Regions from separate parts of the Macaca mulatta genome. Here region 1 is linked to region 2. The links are chromatin contacts, called in public Micro-C maps. All regions are on one chromosome and are shown on one strand. The core of a region is the stretch at or near the end of the contact, and the rest is flanking DNA. Distances in the headings are between cores, read along the strand shown.

Region 1 (7,575 bases), core at 324-2,823, 120 kb after region 2:
GCCCGGTTAATTTTTTATATTTTTTAGTGGAGACAGGGTTTCTCCATATTGGTCAGGCTGTTCTTGAACTCCGACCTCAGGTGATCCACCCCGCCTGGGCCTCCCTAAGTGCTGGGATTACAGGCGTGAGCCACCACACCCAGACGTGTTTGGTACTTTCATCTAATCTTCAACACCTAATGATACAGGTATTATTCCCATTTTAAAAACAAAGACTAGGCCCGGGCGGTGGCTCATGCCTGTAATTTTCACACTTTGGGAGGCTGGGGTGGGCGGATCATGTGAGGTCAGGAGTTCGAGACCAGCTTGGCCAACATGGTGAAGCCCCGCCTCTACTAAAAATACAAAAATTAGCTGGGTGTGGTAGCACACACCTGTCTGTAGTCCTAGCTACTCGGGAGGCTGGGGTAGAAGAATCTCTTGAATCTGGGAGGCAGAGCTTGCAGTAAGCCGAAACCGTGCCATTGCATTCCAGCCTGGGCAACAGAGCAAGACTGTCTCAAAAACAAATTAAAATAAAAAATAAAGACCAAATGTCCAAAACATAAATATTTAATGTGAATACAGCACAGCCAGCCAGTTCTCTGACATGTAAGCTGGGAGTCTTTCCACTCTCATCTCTCTACTCATCCTAGAATATTTCAAAAAATAAAAATTTTTAAAAAAGGAGTGTATATTCAGGGCAACTGGAATATATACTCCTGCTAAGCGTTTTTTAAACAGAATATTTCGAGTCCATCTCTATTACACTGTTTATCATGCTGTAGTATAAACATCTATTTATATGTCTGACTCCACAGCAGTATCATAACATCTATTTCTGAATGCTTAGCACATAAAATGAGCTCAATAAACGGTAAACGAACTCATCAGATCCACGTCCAAGTGCTTGTAACTCTTCTAGTCATCAGCCTTGTGACGTTAATAATATCACATAATTTCAATAAGACTCAGATCAAAAGCTGCACCTCACTAGTATTTAGGAAGATGGAAGGCTGATTTTCTGCGGGGAAGTGCGCCGAAAACTCTTAACTCCCCTACTCACCCACCTGTGCCCGGAGGCGTGACATAAGTCCGCCGCGGGTTCGCCAGCACCTTGCCATCCCGCACCACACCCACGCCAATCTTATTGGCGCTGCCTTCAAAACCCAGCACCGCCGGCATGGCGGAGCCTGGGAGAAAACGCCGACAGGACTCCTAGCAACGTCAGGAGCTGTGGAAGTCCTCACTAGTCTGCGCTGGGCCGCAGCTTTCCGGAGCGCAGAAGAAGCGGGCTAGCCTGCAGATAACAGTGGGAAAGACAGCGCAGAACTCCCGCGAGCGGAGACCCGCCAAGGCCCCTCCAAGGACCTGTCTTCCTAACTGCCAGGGACGCCGAGCCGACTCTGTGCTTTACAATCCTATCCGTTTTCCTATATCTTTCCCGTGGTCCAGCCCAACCTTCTCCACTTTTTTTTCCCTTTGCACAGCGTTAGACTCTTAAGTCAGAGTCAAACAATGTGCCGTGCGTCGGGCACAACGATAAACAGCCCGAACGAGGGTTGGGGCCCTAGGTCTCCTAGAGAATTAGTTGAGAGAGGCAAGGCCAAGCGACTTCGTCACGTGGTGTCAGACAGACCAATCACGCGCATTCTTCGGCCATGTGACGCGTGCCTCTGATCACGTGACCAGGTCCGCTACCCACGTGGGGGGCTCAGCGTGCATCCTTCTTTGTGCTCGGGTTAGGAGGAGCTAGGCTGCCATCGGACCGGTGCAGATACGGGGTTGCTCTTTTGCTCATAAGAGGGGCTTCGCTGGCAGTCTGAAGGGCAAGCTTGAGTCAGGACCCTTAATTAAGATCCTCAATTGGCTGGAGGGCAGATCTCGCGAGTAGGGTACAAGGCACTATGAAATGATCTAGTTACGTGGGTGAGGGGCTGAAGGGCCTATGATGCACGGAGGCGGGGAAAGGATTTAGAGATAACATGGTTTGAAAGGCGGGACCTGGTGCGGGGACGCTCTTGAGAGGAGTCTTCTCCCCAGGCTTAGCTGGTTTCATGATTTCTTTGCGTCTGTAGGCAACGCGGTAAAAATACTGCTTTGGTGGGCGACGCGGTACAGGTGCCGAAGAGCGTTCGTTACGGGAATGCCGAAGCGTGGGAAAAAGGGAGCGGTGGCAGAAGACGGGGATGAGCTCAAGACAGGTAAGAATGAAATGAGCCCCTCTTCCTAGAAGCTACGGCGGGGTTGTTTGTAATTCCCTTGATGAACGGTAAGTACCGGCCAACTCATTTTTGCAGGGGTTTGTGAAGACGCAGTAACCGCAGGCTTTCGTTGGGTCCATAGCTAACGCCGGATCGCGGTTGGAAACCACCCACTTTTTATCAATATATATTACTCATTTTATAGAGCCAGAGCCCAAGAAGAGTAAGACGCCCGCAAAGAAAAATGACAAGGAGGCAGCAGGAGAGGGCCCAGCCCTGTATGAGGACCCCCCCGATCAGAAAACCTCACCCAGTGGCAAACCTGCCACACTCAAGATCTGCTCTTGGAACGTGGATGGGCTTCGAGCCTGGATTAAGAAGAAAGGATTAGATGTGAGTGGTGTTTGAGGGGAAGACACATTCTTTAGTATTGAATGATCTTAGGGTTTAGTCATCCCTTTTCTCCGTATAGCCTTCAGGCTGTTTTTTCTCCTGCCTGCAGTTTTCGGTGGGGCTTCCCCAGTCTTGCCAGTTGTATTTCCTAAATGTCTGCTCCTTCACTTCCATTGCCATTTTCTTTTTTAATGTTCTCTCCTCTTCCCAGAATGTTGCAAAAACCTTTTACTATACTTCCTCCATTTTATCTTCAGCATGTCCTCCATTTCATTAATTATAGCTTAAAAATCTTAGCTTGCCTATAGAAAAAACACATTCATAGTATAGCACGTAAGACTTTACCTCTGTTTTCATTTATCTAGCTTCGAATTGTTTAAATATTATTTAACCTCGAACTGCTTGACTGTTTAACCTGTGCATATTTATGACTTGGCATATATTCAATAAATGTTCTGCTGAATTGATAATACATTTTCCACCTTTCTTTTACTTATAGTGGGTAAAGGAAGAAGCCCCAGATATACTGTGCCTTCAAGAGACCAAATGTTCAGAGAACAAACTACCAGCTGAACTTCAAGAGCTGCCTGGACTCTCTCATCAATACTGGTCCGCTCCTTCGGACAAGGAAGGATACAGTGGCGTGGGCCTACTTTCCCGCCATTGCCCACTCAAAGTTTCTTATGGCATAGGTGAGACCCTATTGATGCCTAATGCCTGAACTCTTCAAGACCAATTGCTAATTCTCCATCTCTCCCCCACCTCTTGATTGCTTTTCCTTTTCTTACAGTTTTTTATGCTAATTCTGTTTCGTTTCTGTAGGCGAGGAGGAGCATGATCAGGAAGGCCGGGTGATTGTGGCTGAATTTGACTCGTTTGTGCTGGTAACAACGTATGTACCTAATGCAGGCCGGGGTCTGGTACGACTGGAGTACCGGCAGCGCTGGGATGAAGCCTTTCGCAAGTTCCTGAAGGGCTTGGCTTCCCGAAAGCCCCTTGTGCTGTGTGGAGACCTCAATGTGGCACATGAAGAAATTGACCTTCGCAACCCCAAGGGTAACAAAAAGAATGCTGGCTTCACGCCACAAGAGCGCCAAGGCTTTGGGGAATTACTGCAGGCTGTGCCACTGGCTGACAGCTTTAGGCACCTCTACCCCAACACACCCTATGCCTACACCTTTTGGACTTACATGATGAATGCTCGATCCAAGAATGTTGGTTGGCGCCTTGATTACTTTTTGTTGTCCCACTCTCTGTTACCTGCATTGTGTGATAGCAAGATCCGTTCCAAGGCCCTCGGCAGTGATCACTGTCCTATCACCCTATACCTAGCACTGTGACACCACCCCTAAATCACTTTGAGCCTGGGAAATAAGCCCCCTCAACTACCATTCCTTCTTTAAACACTCTTCAGAGAAATCTGCATTGTATTTCTCATCTATAAAAATAAGAATCCTACAACCAGGCTCCTGTGACAGATTTAGAGTTCTTTTAAGCCCAAGAGTTTTTATTTGAGGGTTTTTTCTTTTTTAAGAAAAACTGAACAAAGACTACTAATGACTTTGTTTGAATTATCCACACAAAAATAAAGAGCCATAGTTTCAGCCTTGCTGTCTTTGTGTCTTACCCCTTCGTGGGGCTACACATTCCCTTCCTCGTATTTTCGTGCATACAAGTTAACAACTGAAAAAGGGTAGAGTCATGACCTTATTTATTTACAAGCACAGGATAAGTCCCTAATCTCCCCCAAAGACTGAGCAACTCTACCCAGCCCAGTTAAATACTGCAACTGGGAGGGGGGGGGGGGTAAAAAAGGTTGGAAGGAGGAATTAAGGGAAATACAGGAATAGGGGAACATATCCCACATTAAATAGTTATATACACATCAGTTCCTGTGGTTCTGTACAGAGCAGCGGCTGACCCCACCCCCACAGGAAACAATGTGGGGAGAGGAGACTGAGGGTACTGAGGCCAGAGCCAACCTCTGGTGAAGTGCAATAGCAGCAGCAAAGTCCTAATGGTGCACAAGAGGGAGGGGAACCCCCAGGGCTACCCACCCCCACCCTGCCCTGGAATGTGTAAGGGACAGGAATGGCTCTCAGGGAGCACACAGGAAGGACAAGGCTGGAACCGTCTTTAGGACCCAGTTTTAAGGGCAACGTTTTGCCTACTTCACCCTAGACACAGCAACCCTTGGAGGAAAGCAGATGGTCAGCAGTGCTCTTATCTGCCCCTCCAAACCTAAGTGAGGGCCTGGTTCCTTCCTACCTCTCCCCAGGGAAAAGGAAGGCAGCTGCTTGGCTTCCTTATAGAAGCCCCGGGAGCCTTTAACTACCCCAGCTCCCTTCGTAGTGTCACTGTCCCCACCAGGGAGGGGCCAGGCACAGTCTGTGGGTCATCAGGCTCAGGAGAAGTTCTGGACAGGGTGGCTGACCTTCATACAGGCCCAATAAAGGGCCCGGCCCAAACACAGCACAGCCAACAGGATGACAAATGCCCAGGCTGCATAGATGCCTCCATATCGCCGTGCATGCTTCCATGTGCCAAACTGATGAAGGTAAGGAGGGAGAAGAAAAGAAAGATGGGGTTAATGTTGGTCTCCACTACCTCCTATTAGTCCTAAGAACAGTAATAACTCATGCTTCAGTCCTTGTTTCTTATCCACATATAGCCACCCTCAGGGACCTTCTTAAAGGCAGAGCTGTTCAGCTCCCTTCCCTTAGGCAGTAACATACTCATCCCATCCCACACTGTATCTCAGTTTTTCTTCATATCTGACAACTGAGCCAGGTTTGCAAATAGCAACTCTTAAATTAAGCACTTCACTGTCCTATCCTCATCCTACAGACAAAGGATGGCTATTTTGCACTCTTAGTAGTAATAAAGTCTGTTTGATCAGCCACCTTACACTTTAGCTCATCCATATCTTAAAACAAACTACTCCCCCAAGTTTCTTCCACTTTTTTTAAGGGTAGCAATTTCCCAAATCTTAGCCTATGGAGATGAGGCTGCAGAATGAAAGAGACTGGGGCAAGGGTACTCACAGCAAGGCCAGTGGCAGTGACTGCCAAAAGCAAGCCAAGCAAGAAGCAGCAGATACATCTCTTACGTGGGTATCTGCGCCCAATAGATGACCTGTGGGGAGGCAAATAGAAATGGATGCTTTCTACAGCCATAGAGTTTTTACTCCATACATCAATGACCAGCTCAATCCCTAATCACTTACACTTTCCTGCAGTGAGGACAACGTGCCAAGGTGCGGTCTGTGAACTCTGTCCACTATGGAGAAAGAAAACGAAAATAATAGCACAAGCAGGGTCCCCCTCAATGAGAACCTTGGGGTGGGGATGCAGAACATGTTCCCATAGGACAGACTTTCAGGGGTCATTACCATTACTCCAAGAAATATACTCGAAATGACTCCTAGTCTCCTCTCCCCTCCCCTTCCCAATACCTCTTCCTCACCAGAAAGGTATTCTTGCAATGTCCACAGATAACCCTGACACCCATGGGTTGTGGTTCTGGACTCAGAGGTCCGGGATGCACAGGCCCCAGGTTGATGATTCTTTTGCTATACAAAAGAAAAAGACTTTGTTTGAAAAGTTTTTAATCCTAAAAATCTTCACACAGTCCCTGTTTCACATCCTCCACTCCCTGCCAATCAAGTCACTCGACTTTGTACACTTAAAATACTCTGTCCCCCAACTGTATACCCTCAAGAATCCTTGAGAAAGAAAGAGCACTGCTTAAACTTCAGGTCCCCAATTCCCCTCCGACCTCAGGATAACACACCCAGTCCCCAAGGCTGTCTATTCTCCTAAATGACATCATTTCATCCCAATATTTTTATTGAGAAATGAGAAAGACAGCTGTAACATTCCTGAGGCATATGCTTCAAAGTCTTTTCTCCTTCCAAATAAACACTAGGCTCTCTCACCTTTACATTCTCTATATACGCTCATCTTTTTTTGACTTTCCAGTTGCCCACTTATGCCCTTCCCCACATTATGCCTCTTACCAGTAGGGCCGAGGGCATGCAATCCGTTGGGATGTCACTTTGCAGATAAGGAGACAGTTACAGGGGCATCGAACATATTTTTTCCCTGGGGGTGCATTCTTGATTGGCTAGAGAATAACAGGGTCATCAGCAAGCAAACCTCTAATCCCAATCCCCTCCACTTCCCTCCAAAAACTCTTTATGAGATCAGAAAAATAAGGTGCTAGCCAGGAAGGAGAAATAAAACAGACTATAACATGAGATTTGCAAATAGGAACTAGGCTAGGTGTGAAGTGAGAGAAAGTAAACGTTAGCTTTGGTGAGTGGCTTTTGGGGAAATGGCTGTGTGAGACACCTGGAACTGAAACCTGGATATCATCAAGAGCACTTGGCTAACACCCGCAAGGTCAGGGTCTAGAATCAAGACATCAGAAAGAGGATCCAGGAAACAGGGCCCATTTCATAGATATGTATAACTCACGGTGGCTTCATTGCAGACACCACACTTGACTACGTGCTGATGCATCTTGCCTTCCACGTTGATGAGAGATTGGCAGACTCGGCAGGTGATCATAGGGGCACTCCCACTGTCTGGGCTAGTTAAGGGTGAATAGGGGGGTGGGTCCTCCCCAGGCAACACGGCTGGATGTCCCTCGGGGAACGGGGGAAATGCTGGAGAGGAAGAAAATAGAAGGGCTGGGATCACTTACAGACATCCTCCACTGATGCTCCACGGTGGTAGGGAAGTCTTTCTGATCTTCAACCCTCTGACCAAGCTCGGAGGGCTTCTCATAATTGGCGCTTGCATCAGGTTGCTCAGAACCCCCTTCCGTCCCACGCTGTGGTCGCGATTGCGGAGGGAAGGAAGCCTCGCCCAGTCACAGGTGCAGCAGTCCCGCACCTGGCGACTGGGACCCGCCTCCGCCCTCGGTCCCGCCCCCTCCCCGGCTTTCAGAGTACCCCGGGGAGCACCTCGGACCCGCCCCGGCTTACCCTGGGGCG
Region 2 (7,599 bases), core at 3,988-6,487:
AGACCTGTCTCAAGAAAAAAAAAAAAAAAAAAAAGAGCAGGACCTCTCTTTTTTTGTACACAAGCTTAATTTTGTATAAATGTACAAGTTGGATAAAACTGCACAATAGTCTAACCAACTTCTGAAAGGCTATAAAGGTCAACAGTCTCACAGTAAGAAAACAGTTACGCAAGAGAAAGGAGTCAAGAACTTGTAAGATTCAGCTAACTGAGAAAATAATCCAAAATAGTCAGTTTTTTCAAAGCATGTTTCAATTTCATTTGAGCCAATGCAGGATTGTATTTAACCTTTACTCTTCATAATCCTTTGTCAAAATAATCTGAAGAAACTCTTCCCTTTACATAGGAAAATTGAATTAGTAACATTTGGAACCAAAGTCTGCCACAAGATGGCAACGTAAGAAAGAGGCTTGCTTTAATTTCCTCTTCCAGCATTTGAGTGTAATCTGAACTTTAAGGTCAAATACATACTAGATGTGCAGTTCGTCTTTGCAGGCAACCTTCACACTATTCCCTACTCTTCACCTAATTACTAGCTAGAAAATTTTTTTATTTACTTGTAATGATCATCTAAAACTTGTTAGCTAAAAATACTAGTTATACTTTTATCATTGTGTTCTTTTTCATGCAGCAATGTGGAGATTTAAAAATCCATAACCTCAGACACAATCTAGCCAGAAAGACAAGACTCATAGAAATTAACATACCACCAAATAAGTGGTAGAAGGCAAGTAAGGTTAAGAAAAAAAGTAGGATTGGTCAAGGAAGGCTTCATGAAGCAAAAACAGTGGGTCATAAGTGGACCTTGAAGTTGCATGTCCAATAAGCAACCACTTAGAGTTAAAAATTAAATTTCTCCATTACACTACTCACATTTTCTTACTCAATAGCTATATTGGCAGTATAAACATAGAACATTCCCATCATAACAGAAGGCTGGACATCAGTGCCTTTAAGAATGGGTCTAAAATAAGCTGACAGAAAGAAAGCAGTGGCTATCATTCTTTGGAAATCCTATCTGTCGAGCTGTATAGAATTTGTATCATTTAAATTTTATAACCCCCTATTTACAAGGAAAATTGAGGCTCAGAAAAATTACCTAAATTTCCTAAGTTACCTAATTTATTACCTAATTAATTACCTAATTAATTACCTAAATTACCTAACTAGTAAGGGCTAGGATTTAAATTCAATTCCATCAAAACTCCATACTCTTTTCACTTCACCATGATACTTCCTACAGAAAATAAGCAGAGCTAAAGATGGTTTGCTTTAAAATGTAAAGCAGTGATATGCTAGCTAGCTCAGAAGGTTGGAAAGAAACTGAAGCATTTTAAATATCTCAGACAGATATGATCAAAATGTTATTTTACTCCTTCCTTGCCCTACATTTCTATAGTGCTTTAACTATGTAAAATGTTTTCAGATCAGCAGGATTCAAGGTTAACTAAGAGAATGAAGACAAGCAGCAAGACATGGTGTGAAAGGTTTCTACAGTTTTAACAATGTCTACCTTAAAACTCCTTGATCTCTCCAAACCCAAAATCAGTTTTTTTAAAAAGGAAATTAAAAAAAAAAAAACTACTTGATCTAAGTATTCTTACAGGATAATACTTATAGGTTGAAAGGAACAACTTCTCTATTAATCTCAACTCACAAACAAAACCCAGATTGCAAAAGGCCTGATCTTTTTGTTCTGACACATAGCACAAAGCCTGGCACATAAATCCTGATGTTAAATATGGGATACCTTTCGCAATGGGTGATGCCCCCTGCAGGATTCTAGTCATGCATGCTTCAACAAGTGTCATTCCAACACACAAAGGACATTTCGTATTTACTAAGTATTTTGGAAATGCTCCATAAACAATCAATGATCCCAGCATTTTGTTGACTGTGGGCAGTAATCACTTCAAAGTACTAGTGTTCATAGCCAAAAAGTACATTTTATATGTGTGAACAGATGCTTCATGAAGGCCTAATACAAACTACAAATTGATACTAAATCAGCAGATACTTGTGTTAAGATTTCATTACCATTCCATTTGACTCTATTCCAATTTATTCAGTGCCACCTAGCATTACAGGATACAATGGTAACTCAAAGAATCTCTAGGCTAGGCGTTTTAGATAGAAAAGGCACACATACGTGTAATAAAGAGAACTTAAGGCAGCTTATGTGATCAAAATTCAAGTACCAGGCTTTAGGTCCCATCAGTCTTTAACCCTTTCTGTTGAGAATATCCAAATTCAAGCCCATGATTTTCAGGGGGTCTACAGATGGGCCAGTGCTGGACTGGCACACAGGGTGCTGGACTTCCCTCCTCAGTGGATTTCATCTTCAACCTGAAACAAAATGAAAACACAAAATTTTGTTCATACGAAGTAAATACTAAACTGATAGCTTGGCATAGTTTTCCTTTAGAGATAGTTATATAAGGTACTGCTATCAGAACAGACTCCAAGTTTTAATTCCCACTCACTATCAGAGTTTCCTTCCTTTTTAAGGCAGAATAGTATTCCACTGTACATATGTATCATATTTGCTTTGTCCATTCATCTGTTGATGGACCCTTAGGTCAATTCCACATCTTGGCTTTTGTGAATAATGATGCAATGAACATGGGAGTATAGATATCTCTGACACACTAATTTTATTCCCTTTGAATATACCCAGAAATGGGATTTCTGGATTATATGGTAGCTCTATTTTTAATTTTTTTGAGAAATTTCCATACTATTTTCCATAATAGTTGCACTAATTAATATTCCCTAAAATAATAGATTTTGAAATCATACAAAACTAGATTTTAATCCTGGCTCTCTCATGTATTTGCTGTGCCCATGGGTAAGTTATGGAACTTCTCTAAACCTCAGCTGTCCCCTCTTTAAAATGAGAACAAATACTACATACCTCTTAAAACTTCTGTGAAGACCGAGGTAATAAATACACTTTGCACTGTAGCTGGCATGGTGTTAAATGTTTAATATGTTATTTTTATGTCTTGCCCAAGCTCAACCAGCTAGTGAGTAGAAAGGCAAATATTCTGCCTAAAAATTTCACACTTTTCCACAGCCATAAAAAAAAAAAAAATCATGTCCTTTGCAGCAACTGGAGCTGTTGGATGCTGCTGGAGGCCATTATCCTAAACAAATTTATGCAGAAACAGAAAACCAAGTATCGCATGTTCTCACTTATAAGTGGGAGTTAAATCTTGGGTAGGGAGCTAAATACTGGGTTCACAGGGACATAAGGTTGGGAACAATAGACACTAGGTACTCCAAAAGGAGGAAAGGAGAGAGAGGGGCAAGAACTGAAAAACTTCCTATTGGGTACAATGTTTACTACCTAGATGGCAGAATCAATAGAAGTCCAAACCTCAGCATCATGCAATATATACCCTGTAACAAACCTGCACATGTACCCCATGAATCTACAATAAAAACAAATTTAACAACAAGAAGTCACACTTCTCACAATAACCCAGAAGCCAGAAAGATCACTCATATAGTACTCATAAGGGCCCTTCCAACTCCAAGATAATGGGTCTTTTATTTTTTATTTATTTTTTTTTTTGAGATGGAGTTAGTTTACTCAGAAAATCTACTGAAACAAAAAATGTATCTTTTAAAAAAAATAATTTTTAAAGAATACTATGTGACCATTATAAGGAATGTGGACACTCTACTCATGGAACTTAAGTGGAAAAAGTAAGACACATAGTAGAGTAGGTACAGTAAAAGGGAAGGATACCCACACATATCTGCTTATATGCATAAAATATCTTAGTAACACTGTTATGAGGGAGAGAGGAATTGGATGGCTTAGGGAAGGGGATAAGAAACTTTGATATCTTTTGAATTTTGAATCATATGAATGTATTACCTATTCAAAAAATATATATATGTATATATGTATTCAAAAAATATATATAGTATTCAATATTTTATATATATATATAGTATTTTATATATATATATAAAATATATATATAGTATTTTTTTTTTTTGAGACAGAGTTTCGCTATTATTGCCCATGCTGGAGTGCAATGGCGCCATCTCGGCTCACCGCAACCTCCACCTCCCGGGTTCAAGTGACTCTCCTGCCTCAGCCTCCCGAGTAGCTGGGATTACAGGCTTGCGCCACCACGCCCCAAAAAATAAATTTTAACAATGCTTGAGAATTATGAAAATTATGGGAGGCCTACAAATACCTATTACTACATTCGATTAACTGGTTTATTATTTGTCTTTCTCACACATTCTGCCTGTATGGATTTCCCACACATACATCATATAAAAATTAACATGTATCAAAAGAAAGGAATTCAGTGAAATTACATTCAAGGTCACTAGGCAAAACTTTTTATGAGAAAACAGATATCCAAAATACTTACTGTAAATAAATAAGTACTGCTTACTTCTAAAGGTACCTAACATTTATTACATACCAACTAGAGCCTAGTTTTTATATATTTTATCTGATCTTGGAAAGCTAAGCCTTGGAATGGCTCACTGCTTCTCCCAAGGTCACCAGAGCTGTAAACTGTGGCGCTGCAATTTGAATCTAGAGGCTTGCCCTAAACTAAGGTCCCTGATCTTGTACCACAGCTTTTAAGGACACACTCACCACAGTGGCAACATTAAAAATTAGCAGCTCCTCTTAGGGCTTATCTGTCTTCAGAGTTTGCTGTCCAGGTTCACCAAGAAAGCCGAAATGATCTGAGCAAAAGCCAGGGTAAAGACAAGGTCCGCTACAGTTTCCACAAACCCAGTAAGGACCTGGGCCCTCTAGACACTCACCGGAGAATTAAAATCTACTGAGCTGAACGCCTTCTCCCGAGATCTGACCTCACCCAGAGAGATATAAATCAAAACAGCATTGGGATGATAATATCTTTCCCTCAAAGCAAAATGAAGTCGGCGTTTTCCAAGAACAGACGCACTATGCACATGAAGCACAGTCTATTGTTCCTGGGTCACCAGGACACGGAGATGGAAGGCAAACCCGGTACTGCAGAGGCCCACGTGGAAACAAGCCAGGCAGAGCATTTCACTGCCTTCTCCCAACCTCCACACAGCCGACATTAACCTCCTTGCGACTCACACACACTGCAATGCCGACTTGAAATAAAGGCCTGCCACCTGGGTATATAACTCAAAGGGAAGAGAAATTCAAAACAATTAGAGAGCAAAATTAAGTGCACACTCACCAGCCCACCAAAACGGAGAGGGAAAGAAAGTGGAGAGACAGGAAGTCGCCTTGGGAAATGTCTTCAGAACCTGATTGGCTAATGAGTTCAAGAGGATTCCCTCCTCCTTTACCTTAAAAGGTGCTGAAATGACGTAACCCACTCCACCCCTCTCTATGGACCAGTGATGCTTCTTGCACTATTTTTAGAGTGAACTTCTTAAACCAAGTTTCCTTTTGAGTTAATGTACTTAGGCAAAAACAGACTAATTTTATACACATTCTTGTTTGCGTGGGCCTACTGTATTCTATTCCAAAGAATTTTCATCCCTTAAGAGTAATTTCGTATCCTTTGTGACCTCAACATGGTTAATTTATGCTAGGCAACAGATTCCATTATAAACAGTCTAGATGATTCAAGTTAAAATTTACCTTCATTTTTCCCCCCAGATCCAAAGCTGGCCTGATAAAATTTACCTTCAGGTAATCTTCGAACTAACAGGCTTAGTAGAAAAACAGTAGATGGTTAAGTGTTTTAGGTTTCAAATAAAATTTAGCTGATTTTGAATCTGAACTTGCCACTTATTTGCACACATCTAAGCCTCAGTTCCCTCAACTATAAAAAGAGGGAAAAAAGATGAAATCTGCCTACTCTGATTGTTGTGAGGATTAAGTAAAATAATTTATATAATGTACTCAGTACAATGCCCGGTACACAGTACTCAACAATGTTAGCTGTTATTATTGTTATTACATATTTCTTGTTAGGTTTATCTTCCCAAGTAGGCTATAAACAACTAGAGAGCAAAGTGTACGTTTTACACATCTCCAGACCAAAACAATGACTTTCAGTGCTGAAGACATAAAAAGACAAAATAATTGATTAATCAATTATTTTGACTCCTCACATTGCCCTTCAGTTAAAGTATAGGTTCTTAGTCTGTTAAAAAAAATTTTTTTTTTTTGAAACAGGGTCTCACTTTGTGTCCCAGGCTGGAGTGCAGTGGTGCAATCTCGACTCACTGCAGCCTTGACCTCTCGGGTTCAAGTGATCCTCCTGCCTCAGTACCCCACTAAGTAGCTGGGACTACAGGCATGCACCACCACACCCAGCTAATTTTTGTATTTTTTGTAGAGACGGGGTTTCGCCACGTTGCCCCAAGCTGAAAGATGTCTTTTTAAGCCATAATTAGAGGACTCCCTGGCACAATATTCATCATTATTCTTAATAAATACTAATATAATATATAATAGGGAATACATATACAAATATATGTTATATATACAAATATACATGTAATGTGCAAATATTTGAAGTATAAAAATTAAAGGTATATGAAGAAATGATACAACTCTAACTCATAGTAGTTCTCATTTTTTAATCATTTCATCCTATCCACCCTGCTTCCACCTTACTAGAAATTACCTATTCCTATCGACTTTAGAGTTTACCTGCCCCAAATTTCCCAACATTTAGCATCAAATGCTACTTTGTTGTTTCATAATTGATTTATTGTAACCTCTAGAGTCAAAACGTTTCTTGAATGTTTACTATAAACCAGGAATGATGCTAAGCACTTTATATTCATTACGTTGTTTAATCTTCATATTAACCCAAGAATGTAAGCACTTTCATTATAACTATTTTACCAAAAAAAAAAAAAAAAGGAAACAGAGTTATAGAGATTAAGAAATTTGTCTGTTTAGCAAGTGGTAAAGTCAGGATTCAGATCTCAGTTATTATGGTTTGAATGTCCCCTTCAAAGTTCACGTTGAAATTTAATCCCTAAAGTGGCTGAAACTTAATCCTCATTAGAAGCGGGGCCTTCAAAAGGTGACTGGATTATGAGGGCTCTGCCCTCATGAATAAATTAATCTATTCATGGATTAATAGGTTATCATGGGAGGGGAACTAGTGGCTTTAAAGAAAAGGAAAAGAGACTTAAGGATAGCATGTTAGCAGTCTCAGCCTCCTGGCCATGTGATTTCCTGCCATGCCTTGGAACATCACAGGGAGTCCCCTCCAGCGAGAAGTTCAGATGCAACCCAGAGGCAGTCCCTTAACCTTGGACTTCACAGCATCCATAACTGCAAAAAATAAATTTCTTTTTTAAAATAAATTACCCACAGCCTAACCAGCATGGCAAAACCCTGTCTCTACTAAAAATACAAAAATTAGCTGGGTATGGTGGTATGGACTTGTAGTCCCAGTTACTCGGGAAGCTGAGGTGGGAGGATCGATCACTTGAACCTGGGAAGCGGAGGTTGTAGTGAACCAAGACTGTGCCACGGCACTCCAGCCTGAGTGACAGAGTGAGGCCCTGTCTCAAAAACTAAATAAATAAATAAATAACCCAGGCCTGGTGCGATGGCTCACACCTGTAATCCCAGCACTTTTGGAGGCCGAAG

What was found. A called contact is a pair of places that touch in the nucleus more often than the background predicts.
Region 1: a Micro-C map of CD4 T cells shows a contact between it and region 2, with 12 times the contacts expected there. The contact joins the promoter of OSGEP here to the promoter of CCNB1IP1 in region 2. A contact is called at or near these places in 2 of 14 Hi-C or Micro-C datasets (CD4 T cells and fetal cortex germinal zone).

The regions. Positions count from the first base shown.
Region 1 is chr7:93,254,447-93,262,021 of T2T-MMU8v2.0, forward strand. It overlaps OSGEP (O-sialoglycoprotein endopeptidase), which reads right to left and starts at 1,574. Exons shown (of 11, transcript NM_001257838.1): 1 at 1,050-1,574. The coding sequence starts at 1,164. APEX1 (apurinic/apyrimidinic endodeoxyribonuclease 1) reads left to right here and starts at 2,104. Exons shown (of 4, transcript NM_001258109.1): 1 at 2,104-2,183; 2 at 2,389-2,576; 3 at 3,076-3,268; 4 at 3,399-4,100. The coding sequence starts at 2,126. The coding sequence ends at 3,916. It overlaps PIP4P1 (phosphatidylinositol-4,5-bisphosphate 4-phosphatase 1), which reads right to left. Exons shown (of 7, transcript NM_001194893.2): 2 at 7,055-7,245; 3 at 6,595-6,701; 4 at 6,042-6,147; 5 at 5,803-5,855; 6 at 5,621-5,711; 7 at 4,145-5,124. The coding sequence ends at 4,981.
Region 2 is chr7:93,131,086-93,138,684 of T2T-MMU8v2.0, forward strand. It overlaps CCNB1IP1 (cyclin B1 interacting protein 1), which reads right to left and starts at 5,238. Exons shown (of 6, transcript XM_077940486.1): 1 at 5,213-5,238.